7 separate regions of the Mus musculus genome follow, and regions 1, 2, 4, 5, 6 and 7 are each linked to region 3. A link is a contact called in public HiChIP or PLAC-seq and Micro-C data. All regions are on one chromosome and are shown on one strand. Each heading gives the region's core, a stretch centred on a gene start, on an enhancer-like site or on the middle of the called end of the contact. The rest is flanking DNA. Distances are from core to core; before and after follow the strand shown. Region 1 overlaps Tbc1d5 (TBC1 domain family, member 5). Region 2 holds the start of Tbc1d5 (TBC1 domain family, member 5). Region 3 holds the start of Satb1 (special AT-rich sequence binding protein 1). Region 4 has its middle 41 kb from the start of Tbc1d5. Region 5 overlaps Tbc1d5 (TBC1 domain family, member 5). Region 6 has its middle 25 kb from the start of Tbc1d5. Region 7 has its middle 140 kb from the start of Gm41600.

Region 1 (3,436 bases), core at 274-2,773, 980 kb before region 3:
ATACACACATAAGCATCCTATCCTAAGTCAGTGATCCTTTTTTTTTTTTTTTTTGTTTAGTATAGAATAGAGTTTATTTAGGGCATGGGGAGGGGAGTTAAGAGAGTAGCAGAGGCAGAGAAAGGCAGAGAGGAGAGAGAAGAAAGCAGAGGACAGCCATGAGCAAGAGAGGGGGGAAGGGGCCATGAATAGGAGAGAGTGGGGAAGGGAATGGGGAGATTGTGGAAGTAAGAGAGCAAGACTTCACTGATAAATTCTTATAGGTTTAGTCCTTAGTATAGCTCTTTTTTCTTGACTCTATGTGGCCTAAGAAGCCCTACTTGAATTAAGTTATCCCCTGTGAGGGGTTATCAAAGAGTGAAGTCTGGCTGAAGAAGTGGGTGTTCACATGTTTTTATTAAGCTGAGAGACAGGAGATCCAGACAACCTGCTCAGGAACAGGGGCACCTGCTGGGGTGCAGTTTCTTAGGACAATATCCAGTGAACTCACTTGTTAACATACTGGCCAGTGGGATATGTGAACTCTGGCTTATAACAATCATTAGGAATACATCAGATTGAGGATTTGGTTCTTCACACAACTTTAAAAAATTATGTATGTTTTCCACAAGAAAGCTTACCTTTGGGTCTCTAAGGAACAGAGCCTTCAGTATCAGTGAGTGTATGTCCCCGATGATTGGATAATGCATCAGAAGGCCAAGACAGGTCTGATAGTTACTAGAAATCACTAAATAAGAGGGAAAAAAGATTCAGACACAATTCTGTTTAAAATATGTGCACTATGATGAGTCTAAGAAAATAACTGAGAGTCAAAGCAAGTGATGCAATAGTTGAGGAGATTTGACTAAAGTCTGTACCAAGAAGAGATATTCACCAAAGACCTCTGGCTGGGCACATTTCAGCTATCCAACATGACCCACAAGGAGTGGAGCAAGGAGAGGGGCAGGCACGGGTGTGGTAATTGCAACATAAATACATTCTTAGATGTGTGCATATTTGTTGTCATTTATATGACTACCTTTAACTTTGCTGCTGAGAAATTACTAACACAAACCTTGTAAATGGGGAAGCAGTTAAAAATTCTAATAAAATAGTACTTACCTTGTTATTAATGCCTCACAATTTACACCATGCTCATTTTTGTACGTATTACATAATACAAAAATCAAATTATAGTTTTCTACAGTTATTTGTTTTTCCTAAAAGTAAAGGAAAATTGATAGAGAGAGTGAGAGTGTGTGTGTGTGTGTGTGAGAGAGAGAGAGAGAGAGAGAGAGAGAGAGAGAGAGAGAGAGAGAGAGAGAGAGGGAGTGTCTACATAGGATTTGGGGTGAGAAAAACTGCAAATCTTCTGTGATCAGCTATGGGTGCGAGTACTACACACACCTGCTAAAGACAGGTCTGGGTAAACTCTTTCTTGCTTATCTATCAGTCACTGCAGTCACAGTTGGGCCTATTAATGACCTGCGTTTTGTGAGACACAATGACCTCTGTAACACTGACTGTGAGGGAACTTTACAGCTACAGCTCCCTGCAGCTGTAACTAACTCTTGTTCATTAATCAGTCACTTGAAAAGCATTCCACAGGAACACAACTACGATTCAGAGGGAAAAAGACAAAATATTGAGTCAGAAAGACTTTGCTTCTTAGCTTTTCTTCCTGCTGCTGGAGAAGCCAAGTTTAAAGGAAGCTTTGTAGCCTGTTCTGTCCTGTGAATACTATGGAAAGAGACTAGACTGGGCAAGATGGATAATTATAAACTAGGTAAGGAACTCCTTTATCATCCTCATTCACACTGTGACCTGACAGCTTGTAATCTCACACATCTGCTTTCATTTGTAAAGCACTCGCTTTCCCTACCTGCTCTGGCTCTTCTTCGGACTCCTCTTACTTGTTCATTTTTCCATATTTACATCCACTCCCTACTGTCATTTTTTTCCTTTAGAAATTAAAAAAGTGAGGCTATAATGGTATAATGCTTTATATAACAGTATTCATTTAAAGCAATGAAGTTTTAAATAAATAGGTAATCAATTGATCTGGTAATTCTAAAGTTATTTTCTCAAATACTGATATTCAAATTTAGTACCTGGCCAGGGAATAAATTTTACCTGTTTTGTAAAAAAAATGCAGGAGGGTTTTGTGGAATGTATTTTGGCTGCAGTACTCAAATCTGAATCTGAGGATTCCATTTGAGTCTTCTCAAGTTATTTAAAGTGACACTCAAGATCTGCTGGGGTAACCTCTACAACATAAAAAGTTTAGTTTCTAGAAAACAACTTAATGGTTTTAGAAAACTACCCACATCATTCAATGCAATGACTTGTTAAGTGACTGTTAAGTGTAAAGGTCCCAAGCTAAGCCAGGCTATAGAAGCCAACAAAGAAGTCCTTGCTCTGAAGACAATGCAAGTTTGGAAAGGCCAATGCAAAGTCTACCAGCTACTCCACTAAGGTGAAGATGAATCTTAAAGGCTTTGTGGAAAGAGATAAGGCTTAGAACTTTATGAGCCTTATCTCATTTAATGCTGAACATCATTTAATTACAAGCCTAGGATGAGTTTCCTTGTATTACATATACACACATCGATACCTGGAGAGGGTAAGTTACTTGTTCATATCACAAAGTGACTCCTTGGTGTAGCATGTTTTGAAATTCAGGGGCTGTACTAACATAGTTATATAAAGATGTTTTTAAAAATAATGCTTTGAATCAAATGGTATAATGCATGCAAATGTCAGCATCAAGCCCCTTAACCTCATTACTCTAATACAGTAGGTTAAGGACCCAGAAAGGTCAACCTTATTGAGTCTCTGGAATAATTAGTTATTTGGGGTTTTATCTGGAGGGACCAGTACAACAACCCTGTTACCATAATTTTAAAATTATGAGAATATACAAAGTACAGAAGGCAAGATACCATGTATTAATATTCTACTTGTAGAACAAATGAAGTAGCTGACAATTTTTTCTTACATTTATTCACAGACATCTCACTCAACTCTATGACCATTTTTGAGCACCTATTACATGCCAGATATTTAGACTATTGATATGCTGTAACATGAGGTGAGCCTGAATCTTGTTCCTTCAACCAATACCATTTTCAAGTTACTACTGAAAAACCTGTACTTTTATAATACTTAGACAACACCACCCAATTTTAGGTAGGCAGAAAAACTATAGAAACTTGTGGAAAAACAAGGCAGCAGGGATCTGGCATAATAAAAGTTTAGTTATGTTCCTTCTCTACCCGCTCCTTCCCTAGCTTCCCAGTTCCTTTCTTCCATTTTATAGTCCTTACAGTGGAACCTAGGGCCTTGTACATGCTAGGCCAGCACTCTGTCCCCAGAAGTTTTGTTCCTTAAACTTTGTCTCCTACAAACAAAACAAAACAAAACAAAAACATGAATGCGGTATTGATCCTTACCTAAT
Region 2 (3,685 bases), core at 317-2,816, 650 kb before region 3:
TGTGTGTGTGTGTGTGTGTGTGTGTGTGTGTCCGTCCTTCACAGACACGTAACTTCATTTCTATACACAGAAGATATTTACACCTTTTGTATTGAACAAGGTCTTGTCCATCACCACGTGAGAAATGCAGAATAACAAGTTGTATCAGTTACCACATCCACTGAATTCCTATCACATTTTTAACAAGAACCCAACCCCCAGGGACTCAGGTTTGATCAACGCTCTCTATCCCACTGCAGCTGCCCTTTCCATTCTATTTCGGACACCAAGGAAGTCCTGGAAATAGAACTGAACCAAAGACGCATAACGGAAAAGTGAGTTTCTTTCCCACTGTATTCCAAGAGTTCTTTTCCAATAGTGCATCCTGTGCCACAGCACACTAATAAGAGGTGGTTTGTGGACTACACTGTGATGGACTACGCGTACAAAAGCCCTAGCATTTCAGCACAATCCACCTCAGGCAGTTTAGCATGTAACCTGCATAGTAAAGTTTCAGTCCAGTTCAGAATTGAGAAATGGGGACTCTGCAGAAAGTGATGGGGGGGGGGGGGTGGAAGTTGAAGGGTTATAAAAGATGTAACCTTCAAAAGCTGTTACCATTCTCAAGCGCTGAATTGGTTAGTAAGTCGTCCTGAAACTATTAGTAACTAGGAGTGACCAAACTCTAGGTCGCATATCTGCACAGAATGTATTGGAAGAACAGTACATTTCCAGGAAAACAGAGGGGGCAGGGGGAACTCTCCCAAGTCGTTCTCCTCGGGTCCTGCCAGGCCTCGAACTGACAGATGCCGGCGTGACTAACTTAAGTAGCACTAAGGCAAATTAAGGCAGGAGAGGGTTTCTCTCCTCCGAGGCTGCTCGGCTCCGGGCTCCAGCCGCCTGACTTCCGGCCTGGGAAGGAAACGTGCAGCCCAGGGCTGAAAGAAACAGGGAACCGGCCAAAGAGGAAGTAGAGCTGGCTGAGCAGCTCGGCAATGCCCGGTAGCTGCTTCCCGAGCTCGTCCGGGAGCGAGGACCGAACGGGGACGGGGACTGGGACGAGCGGGCTGAGAGAGGCTGCCTCGCCCGTGTGCGCGCTCGCCCTTCCGCCCGCTCGCCCGCCGGCCCGCAGCGGACCGAGCCCCAGCCCGCCTCCCTTCCCAGCCCGCGCGCAAGCCGCGGCCGGCGGCTCGGGCCTTCCCTGGCGGCGGGACGGGGCCCAGCGAGGCTGAGGGGAGGCCGGGGAGGGAGCGACGGCTGTGCAGCTGCCCGGGGAGGCTGACGGGGGAGGCGAGGCGCTTTTTCACCGTTAGCATCGTTATGTTATTTTTTTACCTGTAGCGCAGCAGGGCTCCCCAGCTCCTATTCCCTGAATCCTCCTCCCCTCCTTTCTCTCTCTCTCTCTCTCTGTCAGTCTCTCTGTCTCTCTCCTCTCTTTATCTCGCTCTCTCGCTCTCTCTCTCTCTCTCCCCGTCAGTCTGCCGGGCTCTCGTGGAACACGCCGGGCCTGGCCCGACCAGCAAGAGAATGGGGCGGGAGGTGGCGGCGGTGACCAGCGGCCACGTGACCACGCTCCCTCCGTAACGGCGTCCGCCTCCTGCTGCGCGCCCTCCCGGCGCTCCACCTCTAGTAACCCCGCGCGCCCGGGGACCCGTGCGCAGGCGCGCGCCCGGGCCTGGGACGAGCCAGCGGGTGAGCCGCGGGTGACCCGCGCTCTGGGAGCCTGGTGTCTTGGGGGATAGGTCGGGGTGAAGAGGGAAAAGGGGACGCCCGAGACCAATGGAGCTGCCTGGGCCATGCCGATGCGCATGCGCGCGGGGCCTCCCTACAGTGGGAGCCGGCCTTCTGCCACAACCCGAGGTCCCCCACTTGCCACCAGCTTCCCAGGGTGGGACTGGCATCGAGGAGATAAGTCAGGCCTGGGAACGTCCTAAGAATCTGGCACTCCTGCCTCGGATCGCACAATTTCCTTGTCTCCTGTAAATGGCCTTCCCTTCATCCTTGGTCTACAGCTGTACAGACTGATGACAGATAGGTCGTGCCACCCAATTTTGTAGGGACTCACTACCTCTTTGTGAAGACCTTCTTTGTATGAATCCAGAGAGGTGCTGTTTTTTGTTTTGTTTTTTTAGCAACCCCACACCTGTAAAAACACACAGGTTTTATCTTCTCAGACCTCGAATCTAGACTAATGACTAGTCATTAGATAGTTAATCTAATGAATGACAATTTTGGCAAATGACTAGACCCTGGTTTTACCGCCCTATGCCCCTGCTTAATCCTGACTTAAAGTTGCATTTAACCTCCAGCAATGGGAGGCTGGTATTTTCTTCTTCAATAAGAAAGTGGTAAATAGCTCATCTGAGTTGGAGAGAGAGAAAGAGAGATCTCTTATTAATCTGTCTTTACAAATAGCGCAAAAAAAAAAAAAATCAGTTGTTATGTTCAGATTATGGAAACCAAAACAGAGGTCAGAAAGTTAGCTAGCTTCCAAGGAAGGCATACCACACTTAACACAGTGATTCTCTTTTTTCTAATGCCCTTCTCACTGTAGCAGAAATTGAACAGGTTGAATAGAGTAAGCTATTAAAAGTTCTGGCTAAACTCATGATTACATTAGTCTCATGAACAGAATCCTAAGAAATAGGAAGATGCATCATGCTGTATTTGGATATTGCTCTCCCAGCTAGCAATACAGCAGTCAGCCACATGACTGGTATTCTACAATGTATAGTGGACTTTGTTCTCCGGCACCGAAATATCTCACCGCAGACCCTCATCTCCTTCCTGAAGTACTGACTATGCTGGTGTTACTGGGACTGTAGAGGTCCTTCAGTGTGGTCACCAAATGACAGGAGAAATCTCTATCCCCTCTTGGGACGCTTAGTCTCATAAATAGCATAATTTAAGAAGGGACCGAAGGGCAATTTCATTAGAGATGAAAAGAACATCTCTGAAGACTATAAAGCTCAGCTGCTTCTCAGAGATGGATAAAAGAAGACAGAAAGCAGCCATACCATTTGTGGTGATTAAATAAAAATCGCCCCCGTAGGCTCATGTGTTCGAATGGTTAGTCACCAGAGAGTAGAGTGATAGAAGGATTTGAAGGTGTGGCCTTGTCAAAGGAAGTGAGCTTTTGAAACCTCAAAAGCTCATAGTGGGCCCAGTCTCTCAGCCTACAGATCAGGAGTAGTTTTCAGCTGCTTCTCCAGCACCATGTCTACCTGCATGTCTCCAGGTTCCTCACCATGATGATAATGGACTAAACTGACACTGTAAGCAAGCTGCCAATTATTATTTTCTTTTCAAAGAGTTGACGTGGTCATGGTGCCTCCTAAGACACCATTGAAGCTGGCACAGAGGGTAGCTACACGGCCAACCACCAACTGCATGGTATGGAAGGAGACTTTACAGAAAGAAAGAAAGAAAGAAAGAAAGAAAGAAAGAAAGAAAGAAAGAAAGAAGGGAGGGAGGGAGGGAGGGAGGGAGGGAGGGAGGGAGGGAGGGAGGGAGGGAGGGAGGGAGGGAGGGAGGGAGGGAGAGAGAGAGAGAGAGAGAGAGAGAGAGAGAGAGAGAGAGAGAGAGAGAGGTAGAAAGAAAGAAAGAAAGAAAGAAAACCCAGAGTGTTAAGGAAAACAAGATTAGGAAGAGACAGAAAAAATTCTAAAAGTAGTCTGACTTAACTAGCTACACAGCTGCAGCCTAT
Region 3 (3,828 bases), core at 154-2,653:
AAAAGGTTCTCTCCAGGGAATTGGGTGTCTTCCGGTCCCTATGGACAAGTGAAATCCACGTCTTAACCCTGGGAATCCTACATGCCTCAGAGAAAGTTCTCCCAGAAAGGGTGCAGAGGTCAAAGTTGTCAACCGGACATTTTAAGAGATGAGCCTGTGGTTGACATCTTGTTAAGTAAAACCTGGCCCTGGTGGAGGCCAGGGTCAAAACCTCTACCCTGAGCTCTAAGCTGCTGTCCTCTTGGTCTTCTGGGATCATCCCAGAAGGGACCTGTTTAGCGCCTTTTGCTGGGCCAAGCACACGCACGTGTCACCATCTGGACCTGCCGCTTGCCCCCTCAGTCCCTTGCATTCGAGCTGCCCAACCCCAGTTCGGCCACCCTGGGAGCTCTGCAATGGAGGAACACTGTAGAAGGCCGCCGCTCTCGGGTGTGTACTGTCGCAGGGAAATGAGGAGTTGCCCCCTGGGCTGCACCTGTGGGGCCACAGTCCCAGCTAAGACACCATGTACCTCCCTCGGCTTCCCGCCCAAGCCCAAACCCGAATCACCCTCCAGGACCGACCCGCGATCGCCGGCGTGGGCTGCACGAGCGCTGTTCTTCGGCTCTCAAACTCTGGGCTCCAACTTGAGCGCCCAGCGCCCGAGTGGCTCTCGGGATAGAGAAGTTGCCACAAACTTCCCAGGCCCCTCTCCACCTCCGCTCGCCACCAGCAAAGTAGGGCTGGCCGGGAAAGAACAGGGGGAGATGAGATGGGAGAGGATGCTAAGTGAACTCCAGATCTGGCGCGCGACCTTTCCAACTCCACCCCGCACCTCGCCTCCTTCCCCGCACCGGGGCTCACTGAGCGGCTCCCTTTTCCCCACTCGCCCGCCGAGGGCTTCCCCCCACGCCGCCTTCGTCCTCTAAAGCGGGCCATGCCCACGACCTGGACTAAAGTGTCTAACGAGGGACTCCTGCCGGGCAGGTGTGCGGGAGAGGCAAAGACGCCAAGTAAGTCCGCATCCCGGCCATGACCCTCACTTCACCAGCCCAGTCCTCCCGAATGTCTGAGCGCGCTCGAGAGAAGGGCCAGCAAGACCCCGGCACGCGAGGGGCGCAGAGTCGCCCCAGCCGGGGCCACTGAGAAGTTTGGATCGGTTCCGCATCCGCAGAAAACGGAGGCGAGCCGGGCAAGAGACCCAGAGCGGGAGCAGCACTGGCAGGGAGCAAAGAAGCGGGACTCACTCAGGCGTGGAACCGGGACAGCGCGGGCCAGCGGTGCGGGCCGAGGCCGGGTCGGCTCCCCGCGCGGGCGCGCCGGGCGGCGGACTTCCCGGGCGGCGGCTGCAGCTGCTGCCACCTCCCCGCCGCCGAGCTGGCGGCCGCCGCGGAAGTTAATGGCAACTTGACTTCAAGTTGTCTCCTCTCCCCATCCGAAGTGGGCGTTTAAAGGGGGCAGAGCGCGGCGAGCAGCGAGCGGGGAGCGCGCGGGGCCGAGGGGGAAGGGAAGGGGCGGGGGCGGGGCGGGGCGCGGGAGGGGGCGCGGGAGCCGCTCGGAGCCCGCAGTGTAGAGCGCGGCGCGGGCGATCGGGGCGCCCCCACGAGAGCCCCCCGACGCTGGCCGGGGGCCGTGCGTGCCTGGGGCGCCGCGCTCTCGCCTCTCGCCCGCGTGGGGGGCTTGCGGACCCCACAGCGGGAGCGACCGGGCCCGGCCTGCCTCCCCCGCGCCCGCGGCCGCTTCTCCCCCTGGCGGCAGGATCCTGGGCGGCCGGTGGCTCCGAGAGCGCGCAGTGGAGCCCGAGCTGAGCCGAGCCCGAGCCACCGCAGCCGCCACATCCCTGAGCGCCGCCCGGGTGCAGGGTCGCTGCGGGAGAGCGACCCCGCGGCCGCCAGGGTAAGTGTGGGCGAGCCCCGGAGCCCCACCGCCCCGGCCCTCACCTGCACCGCCCCCGCCGCGCACCCTCGCCGCCCGCCGCTTCCTCTTGTCGTTGTTTGCCTGGGCTTTGGGGGTGCAGAGCGCGGGGCATTGGTGTGTGTGTGTGCCAGCGGAGGAGGAAGTCAGGTGAGAGGCCTGAGCACAACCCCCGCGCCCCGCAAGCCAGCTTGTGTGGGGTGTGTCGCTCCCCAGTAGGGGCATGCGGGCCAAGTTTTCCCCTCTCTTCAATGTTTGATGGAGAAGATCTTTCCTAGAGGGGACCTCCTTCCCTTCAAACTGATGGGCTCTTCTTGCTATCCTCTTCTCTTGGGCACCCCTATTGAGGAACACATAGTGGATGGAGGAGGAGGGGGCCTCTTGCAGACCCCCTTCTCAACCCCAGCTATTTGCATCAGTATCATTTTCCTGTCGGCAGCTGTAGGTCGACGCACCCAACCAGAAGGAGATGCTTAAGCCACTGTCCAAGTCTCTTCTCCCACCCTGACCCACCCAAAAGCAGGGGCAAAGAGGTCAAGAAATGCGGATTTCGTAGGAGGGGAGGCTGGGCCCAGGGACCTTTTCAACTGGTGAAGCTCCAAAGAACTCTGAAAGGTCAAAGTAGCTGAAGGCTTGGACCCCCAAGCTAGGGAGAAATTGGACTCTATCAACTTTAACCCACTCCCCTGCTACTCCTTCCCCACACAACCCCCAGCTCTAAGGAAGCTATCAACTAACAGGTCTTTTGTTTCCTGTTGTGTCGCCTTTGGGAAATTTGCATTGAACGTGACGATAGAAAATTACTACTGTTTACTCGAAGTTAAGGGGGTTGCAGAACGAAAACAGTTTTTACTTTTCTCTTTGTGTGTTTGGCAAGGAGTGGAGCTGTTAGGTTCGTGGCAGGAATTGCAGAAGCTCAGTTGTAAAAATAAGGACTGTAGAACTGCCTGGGTCTGTTTTTAGCAGCTGCACTTTCTTGCGTTCTTTCACATAAGGCTTGCTCTCTCATTAAGTCCCCATAAATAATTGTATGTGGAGCGAAGGCAGTCAGGGTGGCAGGATTGAGATTGCTGGGAGTTCCATCCCTCCAGCGCAGAGCTGTTTGCAGGCAAGTTCCTGGAAAGTGACTGTGGGCTGAGAATTCAGTTTTTCCTAAAAGCTCTGTCAGGTCCTCTTCTGTCGGTTGCCTATGAATCAAGCCTGACACGGTGGGTGACTAGCGATTTGAGCCTTGGTAGCAAACACGTCGACGGTGCAGTGGGAGTTTTTGTTTGTGTTTTGTTTTTTGGTTTGGTTTGGTTTTTTTTTGTTTTTGTTTTTGTTTTTTTGGTGAGGTCATTCTAAATGAAGCAAAATGACATAGTTCAGGCAGCTTTCTGAGAGCCCCCTCGTCCATCCTTGATTTCCCTAGAATTCTCCAATTTTTTCAACTTTTTTTTTATAATTCAAAATACCATGCCAAAGGCATAAGGACATAAACAAATATGAACTAATTTTCATTTGGGGAACTACCTCCTCCCCCTTCTGCTCCTCCTCCCCTTCTTCTTCCTCCTCGCCCCCCCACCCCCAAGCCAACGAGCCCCCTGGAAAGCAAAGCAAGAAGCTATGGGTGATTACAAAGAGCAAAACAACATAAAACATGAGTTTCTCTTCCTGGCTCAGGTTTTTCCCTTCAAGTCCTGGGTGACTTCAAATTTTCTTGCCTTGATTTGCCAAAGTAGGGACTTGTCTAACTAGGTGCCAGTGTCCCCACTGAGCAGGGCAGGTGAGAATGGAGGCTCTGCAAGCTTAGCCTTTACTGATTATTATTGTGAACATATAAAATTGGAGCACAACAGAAGCCCAAAAATGCATTAACATTTCCTCTTTTATACGCTCATATGCTTACCTAGTAATTCAGCTTATCAGATAAATCCCATCATTTAGAGTAAGGTC
Region 4 (3,776 bases), core at 909-3,408, 610 kb before region 3:
TTCTTAAGAAGGTACTTGTGCTGGTTGATGTCTGCCAACTTGACACAGACTTAAACATATCTAGGGAGAAAGAATTCAGCTGAGGAAATGTCCTCACAGAATGTCCTGTCGTCAAGTCTCTGTGGCGTTTTCTTGACTGATGACTGATGTGGTCGGGCTCATTCCATGGTGGACTGTGCCTTCCAGGCAGACCTCTGATATATATGTCCCAGGGGCCTCAGATCCGCCTGTGTTGGTGGCTCAGTCTCTGGGAACTTCCTGTGGTCTGGGTTAGTTGAGACTGCTGGTCTTCCTAGGAGTCACTCTCCCCTTCAGCTTCTTCAATCCTTCTCCTATTTCAACCATAGGGGTCCCCTAATTCAGTCCAATGCTTGGCTGTAAGTATCTGCATCTGTCTCAGTCAGCTGCTGATAGGGCCTCAGTGGACAGCCATGCTAGGCTCCTGTGTATATGCACTTCATAGCATCTGTCAGGCCTTGGTACCCCTCCCCCATTCTGAAGTTTCTGTTTAACTCTGTACCCCATTTTAAAATTGGGTTATTTGGGTGTTTGGAGTCTAATTGCCTGAGCTATTTATATATTTTGGATATTAGACCTTTATCTGATGTGTGTAGGGTTAGGGAAATTTTTTTCCCAATGTGTAGGCTGCCAATTTGCCCTATTGATGGTATCTTTTGCCTTACACAAGCTTTTCAGTTTCATGAGGTCTCATTTATCAATTATTGATCTTAGAGTCTGAGCCATTGGTGATCTGTTCAGGAAATTTCCCTCTGTTCCAGTGAGTTTGAAGCTCTTTTCCACTTTCTCTTCTGTTAGATTCAGTGTATCTGGTTTTATGTGGAGGTCCGTGATCTACTCAGACTTGAGCTTTGTGCAAGGTGTTAAATATGGGTCTATTTTCATTCTTTTACATACCGACCACCAGTTAGAGCAGCACCATTTATTGAAGATGCTTTCTTTTTTCCAGTATATGTTTTTGGCCTCAGTGGGAGATGAGCTTAATCCTCCAGAGACTTGAGGCCTCCAGGGAAGGGGGAGGTATGGTGGGGGTGGAGCACCCTCTCAGAGGCAAGGGGGAGGGATGGGAAGAAGAACTGTGGGAGGGGACACTGGGAAGGGGACCTTGACTGGAATGTAAATTAATAATAATAATAATAATAATAACAATAAAAGAGTTCAGGAAGAGCAAACCATGTGAGAGCAAGCTACTAAGCAGTGGTCCTCCATGGCCTCTGCTTTAGTTTCTGCCTCTAGATTCCTATATTGAGTTCCTGTTCTCACTTCCCCAAATGATGAACTACAAGCTGTAAGATGAAATAAGCCCTTTCTTCCCCAAGTTACTTTTGGTCATGGTGGTTATTACAGCAATAGACAACAAACACGCCAAGTCTGCAGGTTGCTGCTCTACTAATCTGCAATAAAAACCCAGGACTGTACTCAAGAAAGTCGGCGAGTACCTTTGACCAAAATTATTAAAGAATTGAAAATAACTAGATGTCTCCAATTTGGCACAGAGAAATTCCAAGGTAGGAGGATGGAATTGTAAATTAAATTGATGAATACCAAACATGTTAACCAGCATGTTATACCTTCATATTAGTTATAAGATCTATAACTTGTTGCTGTGATAAAATACAGAACATAAGCCACCCAAGAGAGAAAAAAATATCCTTTGCGTAACATTTTCAGGGAGTCCCGTCCATAGTTGCCAGGTTCCATCGTCCTTGGCTAAGGATCACAGTGGCCCGAGCAGGCAGAAAATGAGTTTCTTTGTGTCATGTTCTTCAGGAAGAAGAGCATAATACGCACTTCACAGCTAGCAGGAGGAATAATGAACGTAAAACAGGAAGAAGCCAGGGCAAGCCACAATCCCAAAGATCTAGGCAGAGTGAAGGAAAATAGGTACTTCCTGGAAAAAATTAGGTATAAACCAGAATTTAATGTAGCTCTCTTCCATTTCACATTAAAGGTGGAGAACTTAGGGTGACACTGGGTTCCTTAGGGAATCCTGTTTGCATTAATACACAGTCCTGACTTGGAAGAAAAAGCCTATTACATTTTCTATGCTTTTTGGCAAGGCTCACTGTGAGGCATTGGCCAAGGTCTTCTGCAAGTATTTTTGTCTGCATGACTCATAGAAGAAAAGTCAAGCAAACACCATATATATTATGTCATTACCTAAGAACTGCATCTACAGATGAAGAGTAAATTGGCACCTGCTTCCCTCCCATCGCTGTGACTGTTTAAAAGGTCTTTTCTCTTAGATGTACTTCTTCCTTTATAAATGAAACATTCTAAAGAAAGGTGGTAAAAAATTTACACATTAAAAACTGCAGACTTCGTTATGTAAAAGCTTTCAAATCATTCTGTTGGAATCCAGAGAAGAAACAGTCTCCGGGAGATGACGTATTGAGAAGATCCCGCTCACTGTTCTGAGAACAGGAAGCTGACGTTTCCACCCTGGAGTTCCAGTTTCAGATAGCTACAGGTTCACAGACCAGCTTTCAGGAAGCAAAAGTAGATGTAAACAAAGCTGGACGATCTGAAGTTTGTCCAAGCTTGGTGCTGTGGTGACCTTCAAGGTGTGGCAGAGATCTAGGCGTTGGAGTTACTTTGCACTGGTCTAAGGCCCCCTGGAAGCTGGTAGAGAGAAATTCTGGGATCTGAAGGAGCTATGATTTGAAGGTTGGTCCCAGCAGATCAATGACAGTGTGGATGACCTGCCAGTGCCCACCACTCCTTACTTCCGTCTTTCTAGCACTATATAAAGCGTCTCTTGAGGCCAAAGCTGGAATTACAAATGGAAGAGAAGGTTGAGAAAAGTAGTTCCAGTTATACTGATAGACTCACCTGAGTCGTATAGTATCAAATATCCAGGGAACTTGTGGCTCCGTTTTTCACCACCTTCTTTAACTGTTCCCATAGTCCCACCACCCCCTGGCTAGCTACTACATTCTACTGCAGTGTCAAACTATTCTACCCAAAGCAACTTCAAAAGAACAAGGCTAATTTGCCTTATAATTGTAGGTGATAGTCCATCTCTGAGGGAAGTCAGAGCAGGAACCTGTAGGCAGGAGCCATGAAACAATGTTGCTTACAGGCTCACTCTTTGGCTTGCTCACTAGCTTTCTTATACTTGCCCAAGAAAGATACTGCCCACAATGAGCTGGGTCCTCCCTCTCAAACATTAATTGAGTCAATCCTCACAGGCATGGCTAGGAAAGTAAGTGTTATAGGTCAAGATTTATATATATATATATAGTCAACTGTCAATAGGTAGATAATGTGCTTCTGCAATATTCTGCCCAGTGTGTGAGTTTATAAAAGAGACAAGCAACAACTATTATAATTTCTTCCAGAAGACCACCACCACCACCACCACCATCATCATCACCATCCTCACCATCATCCTCACCATTCTCACCATTGTCATTTGTAGTAGACTATAATTTAGGAAACAGTGTAACTTCTTAGACTCTTCTGTGGCCACCAACCTGAATGCCCTTTTACTAATTTTTTTCCTTTTGCCTCAGGCTCTGTGGAACGGTAAACCCAGTGATCCAGTCCTTATTTAAAATTCAGCTATTTTGTTCATCCTAGGTAACTTTGCATTAATGTTGAGCTTAAATAATTGTTTAAGGCATTACAAGTACTGATTCCTGAGCTTTTTGGGGGGCCTCTTTTGTAGTTTCGTACCAGGACAACTGTCTCATTTCTTCGCCTTGGACCCGGTCCTCCTGGTATCGTCATCCAGCCCACCAATCCTTCATTCAGGT
Region 5 (3,946 bases), core at 470-2,969, 840 kb before region 3:
GAACCCCACAAAGGGAGACCCCCTGGAGATACCAATAGAAACAACAGAAAGCCCACATACACAAGGAAGCTGAACAACGCTCTATTCAAAGATAACTTGGTCAAGGAAGAAATAAAGAAATTAAAGACTTTTTACATGCTCTACAATGTACATAGCAGCCTTATTTATAGTATCCAGAATCTGAAAAGAATCCAGATATCCTTCAACAGAGGAATGGATGCAGAAAATGTGGTATATTTACATAATGGAATACTACTCAGCTATTAAAAACAATGACTTCATGAAATTCACAGGCAAATGGATGGATCTAGAAAATCCTGAGTGAGATAACTCAGTCACAAAGGAACACACATGGTATGCACTCACTGATAACTGGATTTTTAAAAAAAAGGATGACAAATTATTTACAAAATAAAAGCAAATGTTTATGATTATTATAGTTGTGTGTAAGCTAATTCTTTTACAACAAGGGTGAGATTACACATATAATATCTTATTTCAATTAAAATTAGTAGGATTATCATAATCTGAAATGATAAAAGAAATAGTATCTCAGTCACTAAACCTAATTTTCCTGTATTCCATGCTCTTTAAAAGCTTGCAGACACTTCGTGTGTGTCATTCCAGCACCAGCACAGAGCAAGCATTACTGCTATACCCTGACATCAGATGCTTCCTCATCTTTAGGACTAAAGATTGCAATTAGTGAGGTAAATCTCACCTACATAACTCTTGCTCATTTCAGCTGGATTCCATAAGAACAAGTATTTAAAAATCATTCAAATAAGAAAAGCTGTGGGGATTTTATTTGCTTTGTTTGTTGGTTTATTTTTGAGTGTCTCACTGTAGAGCTCAGAGGACCTAAAACTGGCTATGCAGATGAGACGCCTTCCTCTGCTAGGTTTAGTCACCACAATACCATGTCTAGCGCTTTTCTCAATAGCCATATTTTATTATAAGATGTTGCACACATTTTGTATATTTTCCATAGTTTGTAATTGTCACCTGAGAAAATGCCACATTAACTGTAATTTCCAAGGTGCAAAAGACTGTAATAAGGAAACAAAAAAGCAGATTTTCCTTCTCAAAAATATACCACATAAGGAGTGAAACTGTTTCACTAGCAATATCTGTGAAAATTTTCAGAATTTGTTACACAGGGAAAAGTCAATAAAGTTTTGAAGTGGGAAAAACAGCTTTGTCCTTTCAAGCCTACAGTTGAAATTATTACAGCAAATGTTTATGACAGGAACAAGTTCTCAATTTTAGTATAGATGTTTTAAATTCTTATTCTGGAGTAAACGACTGTTGAAAGGTTTACACACACACACACACACACACACACACACACACACACACACACACACACCAGAGTTTGTATTCCTAGAAAACTGTACATAAAGGATGCTATGTACTGTAGGAATCTTTATTAATGTGAGACATTTGGAGGCGTTACCACTGATAACCAGGAGAAAACAGACAGACAACAGAAACTCATCCTTCATTTAAACTGTGACATGCTAAGAGCGCATCTAAAGATGAGAAAACCCCAAATAAAAACTACAAGCAAATGTCATTCTATTACTAATTTGCTTTTAAATGTAGTAAAGTAAGCATTAATTTCAAAGGGAAGGAAGTAAGTGCAATGACAATATAATCTTGGAACGTATGTGTAGTGTTCCTCTAAAATATCAACAGAGGGTGCAAGAGAGTTTAATATGTTTTTAGGTGTCCTCGTAATTTGGGAATCAAGCTGTCAAACAACCAACAATAAGTGCAACAAGACTGTACAGACTGATTTTCACTCACATAGACAGATAGAAACACACACACATACCCTGCATGCACACACACAAAAAGGCTTTAAGTGTTAATATAACACAAATACTCAATTGTGTTTTAGAATACTAAATTTCCTTTTGTTTGAAAAGTAATTTAACAGCGTAAGACAATTTTCAGAATATAATTTCGATTTTAAAGGTATTTCAAAACCTAGTATACAAAGGGACATGGCGATTTTAACTCAGCTTATATAATTTAAATATGTATATGAATTATACACAAATATACAGTATAACAATCAATGTTATACAATAATTTACAATATACTCTAGTTTATATCTTTAACATCAACTCACCAATTCTTGTAGCTACAAATGTGTGAAATTTACGTATTATTATTATTATTATTATTTTTACTATTATTACTTGGTAAGCAACTTCGTAAAATAAGTAACACAAAGTAGTTTGGCTCTTCTATTGTCACTAAATGAAGTTATCAGTACTGGGGCAGAATTACATCTAACTGTGTTGTTGGCCAAAGGGGTCCCATGGAAATCCGCAAACAACTCAGGTTGTCTTCAAGGGAATAGGTGGTTGATCTGCAGACTGACAGCAAGGCTATATTGCTGAAGACAACACAAACACAAGGAGGTTCTCCTCATTGAACAAGGAGAAATTGATCTGGTGTGTCCACACAGTACCTTCACCCCTACTTTATAGGTCTTTGATATAGGAAGGTTCTCTGCACACTACCAAAGGACATATGTAAATACCAACCCAGCACAAACTCTCATCTCCAGTGGAGTCCTCCCTGGAAGAGAAAATGGTGGCACGGAGAGTGAGAGACCTTGGAACACTCAGCCCCGTGGAATGTCTCAATCAAATCTCTCCACTCAGCGCTCAGGATATCCCTCAGAAGAGAAGATAGAAAGTGTAAGAGCCAGAGGAGATGCAGGACACCAAGAAATAAGGCTCTCTAAATCAACAGGATCGAAGGTCATATGAACTCACAGAGACTAGAGACCAAGGCAGCATGCACAGAGCTGCAAGCTTTTGTATCAAGTCCGGTCTGTACACATGCATTATGGCTTCCAGTTCAGTGCTCCTATGTGATTCCTGAGTGTGGGAACGAGTGGGTCTCTGATTCTTGTGCTCTCTCCTTGAGCTCTTTCTTTTCCCTGTTGGTTTTGAACAACTCCGATATACTAGTTTTTGTTTTATGTTTTATTACATTTCCTTATGATCACAGAGAAGCCAGTCTTTCTTTTTGAGAGACAGAAAAGGAGTAGATCTAGAGGGGAGGTAGGAAGGAACTAGGAGAAGAAGAAGGAGAGAAGCCATAATCAGGAAATATTACGTGAGAAAAGATTCTATTTTCAATAAGGGGAAAAATTAAAAATGAAGTAATATGCTCATTTGAAGAAAAAAATGTTCTCAATTTGTGTTAGCTGGAATGATTATACAAATCCCCAGTATTTTCAAGTAATAATTTCTAACATATATGTATCTAAGTTATTATGACAATAATCATATAACTGTAACTTAAATTTCAAAATAGGATAAGTAAACTCAAGATATTCTTTTTGCTTTAACTACACTCATGTTGAGATAATGATATTTATTTGTTTGATCCATGAACTGTTGAAATCATGCTAAGTGAAGATTTATAATAAGTTTCTATAGAAATTTTTTATGCACCAAGATCTATCTGTTTCGAAAAGAATAAAAATATTTAAACTAGGTTAAAGTAGATAGACAAACACTACAGATAAGAATAGTTACTCAAATGTGCCTTTAGCTTACATTTGAAAGCACTGAATTTGAAAGTATCACCGCAGGCTAAGTCGGAACACTGAAAAACACTGCACACTCAAGAAAGACCTGTCAGAGAAGTGGTATTTACTTTTTAGGTTTCTACTAGTGTATAGGGGAGAGGCTTTGATTCAAACTAAGATTAGAAAAAGCAATTAAATGTTTTATTAACTTTAATATCCTCAGAAAGCATGATTAAAAATATTATGGTTAAAATGTAGTCATGTGCCGATACACAGTATTTTAAAGCAAACTGTGAGGAGACAGTTTAATCTTCTTTATTATCTTGAATTTATCTACATTTTAAAGATCAAATAATGGTCTGATTAATTTCTCTATCTTAAAATTGTTA
Region 6 (3,870 bases), core at 254-2,753, 630 kb before region 3:
ATTACTAATTCAGAGAACAGAGTCAAAGACACATAGTAGGGTGAGTTGAGGGGCAGATTTGGTGTAACTGTGCCTAGTCAGATCTGTGGGTGCTGGAGAGAAATGCTGATAGTGACCTTCAGGTTTTTAAATCCTGATATGGAACATTTTTTTTCTACTACTGCTAATTGAAGAAACATTGGGTAGTCTCGGCCTGTAATCTCAACACTGAGCAGGCAGAGGTAGAAGGATGATCAAAACCTCAAGGTCGCCTGATCTATACCGTGAGTTCCAGACCAGTAATGGCTACATAGTAAGGAATTTGTACCTATTCGAACCCGCTTAATAGATGAGTGAATTGAAAACAGCTTTCAGAACTGTTTAGTAATCTTACTTTCCTGTTTATGTTTCATGATGAAGAGCAACCTGAGAGCATTGCCCAGCTGGCCAAATGCTCTGGCCCTGAGATGCATTCCAGTTGCACACCAGATCACAAAAGTATTGAGACTCCAGCATGTATCTGTGTGATATCTCTCTCAGACAAAACAAAAATATACTGCTTGTGTTTTAGAGATGAAAGAACATTCAAAACAGTTTTTTTTTTCTGGGCAACAATTTTCAGCAATAATTAGATAGTGCCTATATTCATAGTACTTCAATATATTATTATTTAGTCTAAAACATGTTCAAAATCAATTTAATAGCAGGAAAATGTTTCATAAGCAGATTCTGCATCATCCCACTCTTTAGATAAGAATGTGGACTAGTGCTGATTAATTTTAATACATGTTTTCAAAGATGTGTATATATAAAGAAGCATATCAATTACAGATTATAAAAATATTAAATATTTTAAAAGATCAAATTTATTAAATCTTTTAAAGGTATACAGCTATTTTATTATTATCAAATGCTGTCTCAGTGTATTTCAATATCATAAGTGAGGATGAGATACATGGCGTGCAACTAATCATATTCAGTCATTCCTCGCAACATTTCACGAGAGTCTACCTTTTATAAAGCGAGTCCCATCTCTATGAATAATTGTTCCATAACCCACCTTCTTCCTTTGGCTACAAATTCAGGTATTATTGCATAATCTTGTTGAGAAAAATAGAGTAACATCTTGAACAGCCAAGTAACTTTTTTATTCATTTTCAATAACCATGTAAAACCTGCTCTACAATTTGATTTATGCATGTGGCAGTATTTGAGGCAAAGATGAAGAATTCTCTTTTTACAAGGTTCCGTTCTTTAAAGGACTGGAGCAACAATCCTTTTGTTAGGTTTTAACCATTTATTCACCTTTATAAAATTTCCACTGGGTTATGTCTGCCTAAACAAGGCTCATGCTAATCATGTATGAAGGACTATAAAGGACAAGAAATAAACACATTCAACTAAACAGTGGACTTGTTAAGGAAGGTAACACGTAGCTTACGTTCGTCCCAATGTGCACATTCTAGACATTTCTGCCTTTGCTTGTGTTGGTGGTGGTTTGTTTGGTTTTTGAGACTTCAGTAGATTGCCTTACTCACAACTTCCTATTTCTATGCACTGTTAATCTCCGACTCTTTTACTTTGGCTAGAGGTACATTTCCTTCTCTGTGTTCTAAATACTTGCCTGTCAAGCTATGGTCTTCTGCTTTATCACTAGATCACGAGCAGGCCTTCCACAGCCCAGCCTCATTCTCTCAACACCTGCTCACTTATCTCTCCAGTGTAGCACAGAACTTTGAATATTCAATCTCTACTTTTTACACAGAAGAAAGGAAAATGTTATTAGAGAGAACCTAGGTGGTATCAACTGTCTAGATAGTGTTCTGCATATTTGAGTGGTTTTATATACATATATAATGTTTTATAACATTTTGACAAGTATGTTTTACCATCATCCTGTTGAAACCATGGTCAATGATTGTATAGTTGCCAAGACCAAGATGAAGAACTTCCCTCCTGGAATCTCCTGAGTGTTTATGCTAGTGATCACTTTCCCTATTTGCAAATTGTTTTCTGTCTATAAAATATTATGGTCTTGTTATAAAAATGTGAACAATGCAATAAAAAAATAGAAAGTCAACTCCCATCATTTATTCTTGCTCATTAAATTTATGTATTTATTTAGCCTCTCTGTCTTTGTCTTTATCTCTGTCTCTCCATCTCTCTCTGTCTCTCTGTCTCTGTCTCCCTCTCCCTCCTTCCCACTCCTTCTTTGTGTGTGTGTGTGTGTGTGTGTGTGTGTGTGTGTGTGTGTGTGTGTGTGTTTGAGACAGGGGAGTGAGGGAGGTGGGGGGGAGAGTGCACATGCACACATGCAATGGAATGCACCAATGTACTTGTGGAAGTCAGCGAACAACCCATGGGTTCTGTTCTTTCTGGCCACCATGTGAGATCTGGGGATCAAACTTAGGTTGTTGGGCTTGCTGACTAGTGTCTGCACCTGCTGAGCCATCTCACTGACTCCCACCTCCACCTTTTATTCTCATCATCTAAAATAAACATCACGAATGGACAATCTTCTTGTACTGCAAGGGTTTGAGTATGTGAGCATGTTGTTACTTAGTAGAAGTGCTAATTTTATTCAGAATTTTCTTTCTTCATATTACACTTCTCTGAATCACTTCCTTGTTCATCAAAACCTAACTTTGAGCTGCATAATCCTGTCCTGTGAATGCAGCTTTCTTTTCACTGCCCGCATTCATTAGAACAGTGCTTGGCTGGGCTGCAGGGTGACATCTACTCAGTGTACACAGTGTTCCAGGCAGTGCCCAAAGCACCTGGCATCTGCATCTCCTCCTGCCTTGTGACATCAGTACTATTTCTGTTAGTCATTTGACTGATAACAGGACAGCAAGGATACAAGCACCGTTTTCTCCTTGCTACTTCTGTTAGTATCCCTTGCCTTGTTCATTCTTTCCTTCTTTCCTAAGCTTGATAAGCTTTCTTGACCTCATTATCCTCTCTGATAACTACAGTATATATTCAAATCTGTGCTCTGACGTCTCAACTCCTGGTCTCACTACATGACCCTAGCTGAGCTTATATAACCTAGACTTTTATTTCTTAAATCTGCAGTCTTTCTGATTGGCCTCTGCAGTGCTTGGCTTATGGTTGAGCCTCGTTGTTTCTGGTATTCTTCTACTCCAGGATTTCTCTAAAGCAGCTCAAGCCTGAGACAGCCCAAGGCGTCTTTCCTCTTCACCTCAAGATAACATTACTTGCTTTCCTTCTCAGTTTGGTAAGTGACCCTTTAGGCCTGGGCATACAAGTAAGGCGCCATATTTCTTTTTCTACTCAGTTGCCAACTCCTGTCCTTCTTATTCTTTTCCACTCTTGTATTTGCCCATTTCCTACTGACTGCTCAAGTATTATCGCCATGACTTCTTGTTTAGACTCATTGAATGGACTTCCCTGAGCTGTCCCGAGAGCTACATCTTCTAGATCCTTTCTCTCAATGTGGTATTAATCTGACTGAGTTCTGTTTACATCCTTACTCTGGTGTCCTATTCCTCCAGGGAAGTCTAAGTCTCTGACCCTAATAGTTTTAACAAAAACCATGTTCAAAGATGCTCATGGTTTTGGTCCTGTTTACCCTATTTGGAGCACTTCACCTAATATCTTCTTTCTACCTACTCCTCATCTTTATGATGTAAGCATGGCCATCTGTCCCTATTTGTTCCAAGTATCTGTTAATACAGCTCCTGAGGAACCATTCCTTTTTCTCCCACTCAGGAAAAATCTCTTTGCCCGCTAAAACCTAGCTCACCTTATGTATTATACCTTCCATTCAGCTTTCCATAACTATGACAAATGGTTTGTTTTAATTCATATTTTCATGGGTTTCAACCCATTGGTCCTGTTGTGTTTGAGCCCTGGGTGATTGGATGATTA
Region 7 (3,697 bases), core at 352-2,851, 610 kb after region 3:
TTAATCAACCTGCCTGTTCCTGTACCAATACTATGAAATTTTTATTACTATTGCTCTGTAGTACATCTTGAGGTCAGGGATGCTGATACCTCCAGAAGTTCTTTTATTGTTCTGGATTGTTGTAGCTATCTTGGGTTTTTTGTTTTTCCATATGAAGTTGAGAATTGTTCTGTCAAGGTTTGTAAGAAATTGTGCTGGAATTATGATGGGAATTGTATTGAATCTGTAGATAGCTATTGGTAAGATGGCCATTTTCACTATGTTAATCCTACAGATCAGTGAGCATGGGAGATCTTTCCATCTTCTGATATATTCCTCAATTTCTTTTTTCAGTGACTTGAAGTTCTTGTCATACAGGTCTTTTATTTGTTTGGTTAGAGTAACACCAAGATATTTTACCTTATTTGTGGCTATTATAAAGGGTGTTGTTTACCTAATTTCTTTTTGGGCCCATTTATCATTTGTATAAAGGAAGGTTATTTTTTTTTAGTTAATTTTATATCTAGCCACTTTGCTCAAAGTGTTTATTAGCTGTAGGAGTTCTCTGGTAGAAATTTTGTGGTTGCTTATTTATAGTATCACATTATCTGCAAATAACAATACTTTGACTTCTTCCTTTCTAATTTGTATCCCTTTGATCTAATTTAATTGTGTTATTGCTCCAGCTATAACTTCAAGTACTATATTGAATAGATAGGGAGAGAATGGACAGTCTTGCCTTGTCCCAGACTCAGACTATTTTCTAAAGTGTTACTACGACAAATCTTTGATGTTTCTAACCAGAGATTTGTTTTCACCTTTGTAAAAAAATAATTATCTTTGTAGTGGGTAAAAGTTAATGCATTGGCTTATCTCTTTTCAATGTAGCAAATATACTACTAGAGAATGTTCATCTGTGGATGAATTTACATATTAACAGCCACCCATTTAAGGATCAGGGAACATCTCAGAAGATTGTGTGGAAAGAATATACAAGCTCAACTTGTACATTAGGAAAAGATCTGTGAAATACAAATGGTTGGACATGACATGGTGGCTGAACATATCAACTCCTTGCACTTGAGCTGGCTTGTCTAAGACCTACATAAAAACAGTACTGTCAAAATTCCGGAGTGGGTGGACGAAGGGATCATAAGTCCCTACCATTAATGGAGGATCAACTGTAGTTGATGGTACTGAGAGAAGGAAAGTCTCTCTTCTGTGCAAATGTGACTACTAATAGGTAGTTCAAGTTCCAATGAATGTCCCTACATCTGTGCACATATGGGCACCTTTAACTGAACTTAGGTCCATTAATATCAAGAATTATTAAAATGAGGGCATAAAGTTAGGCAGGAGATAAGTGGTAAACACTAGGGACATTTTGAGGGAAATAATGGGGTATAATTAAAATACATTATCTAATTTTATGAAAATTTCAAATTAATAAATAAACAAACAAATAAATCATTTCCTACAAGTAAATGGAAGGGGCACCTTATAGGGTCTCCATGATTGGCTTCCAGCTATTCTTCTACATATTTCACAGCTGTCACCAAGTTGAACTATATTCTTTTGCTTAATTGAGCCTCTTAGTTTCAGTATCTCACAATCAGGAAGTGTGGTTCAATTTTGTGATTTTTAGTTATGACAGGGAAGCTGTGTACTTGAGATCTCAACAGTATGGCTGTTGAAACAAGACTTGAACAATGAGAACACCAGTTGACATGCCAAAACAAATAGGTGAAATTTTATAGGATCCCACTCCTAAATGGAGCATGCAATTAAAATCTGCTCAAGAGGGAGAATTAATCTTCCCCATAGATGAGAACCCCAAATGTCTATCTAATCTCAAGTATTCATCCCTAAAAAATAAAGACTAAAAAAGACTCATTGGGTTGCATTTATGTATTTATTTGCAGATATATACAACAATAGTAATTAAATCATAAGATGCCATGACTTTGAAATGGAGCAGGTTGACACGGGAGGAATTGGAGTGAGAGGAAGAGAGTTAAGTGATGTTTTCATTAAATAAACAAAATTAAAGAAAGAAATATTTCCACAACTATACCCACAGTCCAGTCTGGTAGATACAGTTTTTCAGTTGAAGTTCCCTCTTTCCAGGGGACTTGAGGTTATGTTAAGCTGAAAATAAGAACTAACCATAACGAAAGGTGAAGGTCCAAAATCCCCGTGGAGGGTTACAGAATGAGCCTGGATCCAGAGGACTAAAGATCTGAAGTTGTCTATGGGATTCTGTCAGGAGCGAAAGTATACACGCATGGCAGGCTTAAGAGCAATCAAGCTACTGAGCAAATGCAAGTTTCCTGTTTGATCTGTGCCCTGTCCTATCAAACCTAAGCTTACCGGACCTTGCTACCTGCATTCAGGGTGGATTTTTCTACTTCAGTGTGCTGACCCACAAGTTAATGGCATCTAGAAACGTTCTGACAAACGTATCCTGAAGTGTGTTCTGCAAACTCTCTAGGAAACTGTCAATAAGCCACGTTGACAACCAAGATAATCCAGCACTGGTCCTTCATTTTTAAGAGCTATACTGTCTTAAATTTCTAGCTTGGTGCCAAATGGAAATGGTAAAGGAAAACACCCTTCTTTTGACCATTGTCTTAGAAAGATGAGTAAACTATGAAAGTAAAAATGTGAACCCCCTTCATAAAATGTTGTGTAATTCTGGTAGTGATGGCCATGCAATTCTGTGTTATTCACAAGCAGAAAGTCCGAACTCATGACTGAATCATCTTTCTAGTCTAGTCAACAAGGGCAAGGCCCCCAAATACAAGAATGATAGAATGCATTTTTTTAAAGAAACAAATAAGCAGGATTTTAAAGAAATTTCATTTTATAAAACTAACTCTAAGAGGATTCTAAGGTGCTAGTCTCTAAAGAGGTTTATACATTATTCATTCTAATAGGACACCATTTTCTAGTTATAAATAACTCTTAAACAGCAACATTCTGCAGATTGTGTATTAAAGAGAATAGATAATTATGTTCATAATATAGGAGGTGATGTATATTTACACTCATTTTTATATTTCAACTACCTTTTGCACCATATCTGTTTCTAATGATGGTTGAAAATGAAAATGTAATATTTATATCTTTAAGTGACAATATGCCTTTATGAGATGAAAATCTTATCATTTTGATAAATTTTAATTAAACTTAGTACCTACAGATGGTCCTCACAATTTCCTTTCCAAAATGTAACTGGAATTAAGAGCAATGCCTTTTAGGGCTTACCTTTGTCAAACTCCAATTGTGATGACTTGTCTTCCTTTCATCCAGGAAGATTCCATTCTCCAAATTACATTGGCTTTTCAAAAGACTATAATAAGTGTAGCTTGTTGTCTGTCATCTCAGAAAAATTAAAAACCTAGGGTATCTGTCTATATTTTTATAGACTTGAGTTTTATGATGACAAAATTTATATTCCACTAGCACAGGATGTGATCTTATTTAGAAATGGAGTCATTGATGTAGACGTAATGAAGTCGTTAGAATGGATCTTTATTCTAAGAGGAAAGTGTGAGGACAGACATGAACATAGAAACCACGTCATTGGGTGAGGGTTCGGAATTGGTATATAAGGGAATATAAAATGTGAAGAAATCCACCAGAAGATGGAAGAGAGACATAGAATGAGTTCTTTCTTGCAATCCTTCTGCCATGCATCTAGAACCATGAGATAGTA

Evidence for each region. HiChIP or PLAC-seq counts read pairs in DNA pulled down with a chosen protein or histone mark. A called contact is a pair of places that touch in the nucleus more often than the background predicts.
Region 1: a contact with region 3 is called in an H3K4me3 HiChIP or PLAC-seq map of neural tube, with 8 times the contacts expected there. The contact joins the enhancer-like site here to the promoter of Satb1 in region 3. A contact is called at or near these places in 8 of 39 promoter capture datasets (the HPC-7 cell line, HPC-7-derived erythroid cells, cranial neural crest and 5 more), 1 of 484 Hi-C or Micro-C datasets (bone marrow-derived macrophages), 2 of 115 datasets of contacts at active chromatin or transcription factors (embryonic forebrain and neural tube) and 2 of 9 other capture datasets (adipose tissue and liver).
Region 2: a contact with region 3 is called in a Micro-C map of embryonic stem cells, with 6 times the contacts expected there. The contact joins the promoter of Tbc1d5 here to the promoter of Satb1 in region 3. A contact is called at or near these places in 16 of 39 promoter capture datasets (the 3T3-L1 cell line, the C10 cell line, the HPC-7 cell line and 12 more), 1 of 15 datasets of contacts at CTCF or cohesin (pro-B cells), 7 of 484 Hi-C or Micro-C datasets (adipose-derived mesenchymal stem cells, embryonic stem cells, myocytes and 1 more), 8 of 115 datasets of contacts at active chromatin or transcription factors (bone marrow-derived macrophages, embryonic forebrain, embryonic hindbrain and 4 more) and 3 of 9 other capture datasets (adipose tissue, liver and pancreatic islet).
Region 4: an H3K27ac HiChIP or PLAC-seq map of microglia shows a contact between it and region 3, with 8 times the contacts expected there. The contact joins the enhancer-like site here to the promoter of Satb1 in region 3. A contact is called at or near these places in 8 of 39 promoter capture datasets (the 3T3-L1 cell line, the HPC-7 cell line, HPC-7-derived erythroid cells and 4 more), 5 of 115 datasets of contacts at active chromatin or transcription factors (embryonic forebrain, embryonic stem cells, microglia and 2 more) and 1 of 9 other capture datasets (adipose tissue).
Region 5: a RAD21 HiChIP or PLAC-seq map of pro-B cells shows a contact between it and region 3, with 20 times the contacts expected there. The contact joins the enhancer-like site here to the promoter of Satb1 in region 3. A contact is called at or near these places in 14 of 39 promoter capture datasets (the C10 cell line, the HPC-7 cell line, HPC-7-derived erythroid cells and 9 more), 2 of 15 datasets of contacts at CTCF or cohesin (large pre-B cells and pro-B cells), 7 of 484 Hi-C or Micro-C datasets (the HPC-7 cell line, the N1E-115 cell line, bone marrow-derived macrophages and 3 more), 12 of 115 datasets of contacts at active chromatin or transcription factors (the 230-238 cell line, T-cell acute lymphoblastic leukemia, double positive thymocytes and 9 more) and 2 of 9 other capture datasets (adipose tissue and liver).
Region 6: a contact with region 3 is called in an H3K4me3 HiChIP or PLAC-seq map of bone marrow-derived macrophages, with 5 times the contacts expected there. The contact joins the enhancer-like site here to the promoter of Satb1 in region 3. A contact is called at or near these places in 11 of 39 promoter capture datasets (the 3T3-L1 cell line, the HPC-7 cell line, embryonic stem cells and 7 more), 5 of 115 datasets of contacts at active chromatin or transcription factors (bone marrow-derived macrophages, embryonic stem cells, large pre-B cells and 2 more) and 2 of 9 other capture datasets (adipose tissue and liver).
Region 7: an H3K4me3 HiChIP or PLAC-seq map of the SCID.adh cell line shows a contact between it and region 3, with 10 read pairs. The contact joins the enhancer-like site here to the promoter of Satb1 in region 3. A contact is called at or near these places in 2 of 39 promoter capture datasets (HPC-7-derived erythroid cells and hippocampal neurons), 2 of 484 Hi-C or Micro-C datasets (CD4 T cells and cerebellum) and 7 of 115 datasets of contacts at active chromatin or transcription factors (the SCID.adh cell line, embryonic forebrain, forebrain and 4 more).

Annotation. Positions count from the first base shown.
Region 1 is chr17:50,851,913-50,855,348 of GRCm38.p6, forward strand. It overlaps Tbc1d5 (TBC1 domain family, member 5), which reads right to left. Exons shown (of 22, transcript NM_028162.4): 15 at 621-727. Among named protein-coding and RNA genes, the nearest start is that of Gm31083, 26 kb to the right of the region's middle. Within about 2 kb of position 1,524, at least 7 of the 459 cell types and tissues checked have an H3K27ac peak or open chromatin away from gene starts, as enhancers often do. A contact at or near this core is called in neural tube, where this site is marked.
Region 2 is chr17:51,177,786-51,181,470 of GRCm38.p6, forward strand. Tbc1d5 (TBC1 domain family, member 5) reads right to left here and starts at 1,567. Exons shown (of 22, transcript NM_028162.4): 1 at 1,315-1,567.
Region 3 is chr17:51,831,244-51,835,071 of GRCm38.p6, forward strand. It overlaps Satb1 (special AT-rich sequence binding protein 1), which reads right to left and starts at 1,404. Exons shown (of 11, transcript NM_009122.2): 1 at 1,227-1,404.
Region 4 is chr17:51,218,818-51,222,593 of GRCm38.p6, forward strand. No RefSeq gene overlaps it. Among named protein-coding and RNA genes, the nearest start is that of Tbc1d5, 41 kb to the left of the region's middle. Within about 2 kb of position 2,159, at least 44 of the 459 cell types and tissues checked have an H3K27ac peak or open chromatin away from gene starts, as enhancers often do. A contact at or near this core is called in adipose tissue, hematopoietic stem and progenitor cells, microglia and 1 more, where this site is marked.
Region 5 is chr17:50,986,427-50,990,372 of GRCm38.p6, forward strand. The region is part of intron 3 of Tbc1d5 (TBC1 domain family, member 5); the gene reads right to left. Among named protein-coding and RNA genes, the nearest start is that of Gm31083, 110 kb to the left of the region's middle. Within about 2 kb of position 1,720, at least 2 of the 459 cell types and tissues checked have an H3K27ac peak or open chromatin away from gene starts, as enhancers often do. A contact at or near this core is called in bone marrow-derived macrophages and pro-B cells, where this site is marked.
Region 6 is chr17:51,202,103-51,205,972 of GRCm38.p6, forward strand. No RefSeq gene overlaps it. Among named protein-coding and RNA genes, the nearest start is that of Tbc1d5, 25 kb to the left of the region's middle. Within about 2 kb of position 1,504, at least 29 of the 459 cell types and tissues checked have an H3K27ac peak or open chromatin away from gene starts, as enhancers often do. A contact at or near this core is called in the HPC-7 cell line and bone marrow-derived macrophages, where this site is marked.
Region 7 is chr17:52,437,875-52,441,571 of GRCm38.p6, forward strand. No RefSeq gene overlaps it. Among named protein-coding and RNA genes, the nearest start is that of Gm41600, 140 kb to the left of the region's middle. Within about 2 kb of position 1,602, at least 1 of the 459 cell types and tissues checked has an H3K27ac peak or open chromatin away from gene starts, as enhancers often do. A contact at or near this core is called in the SCID.adh cell line, where this site is marked.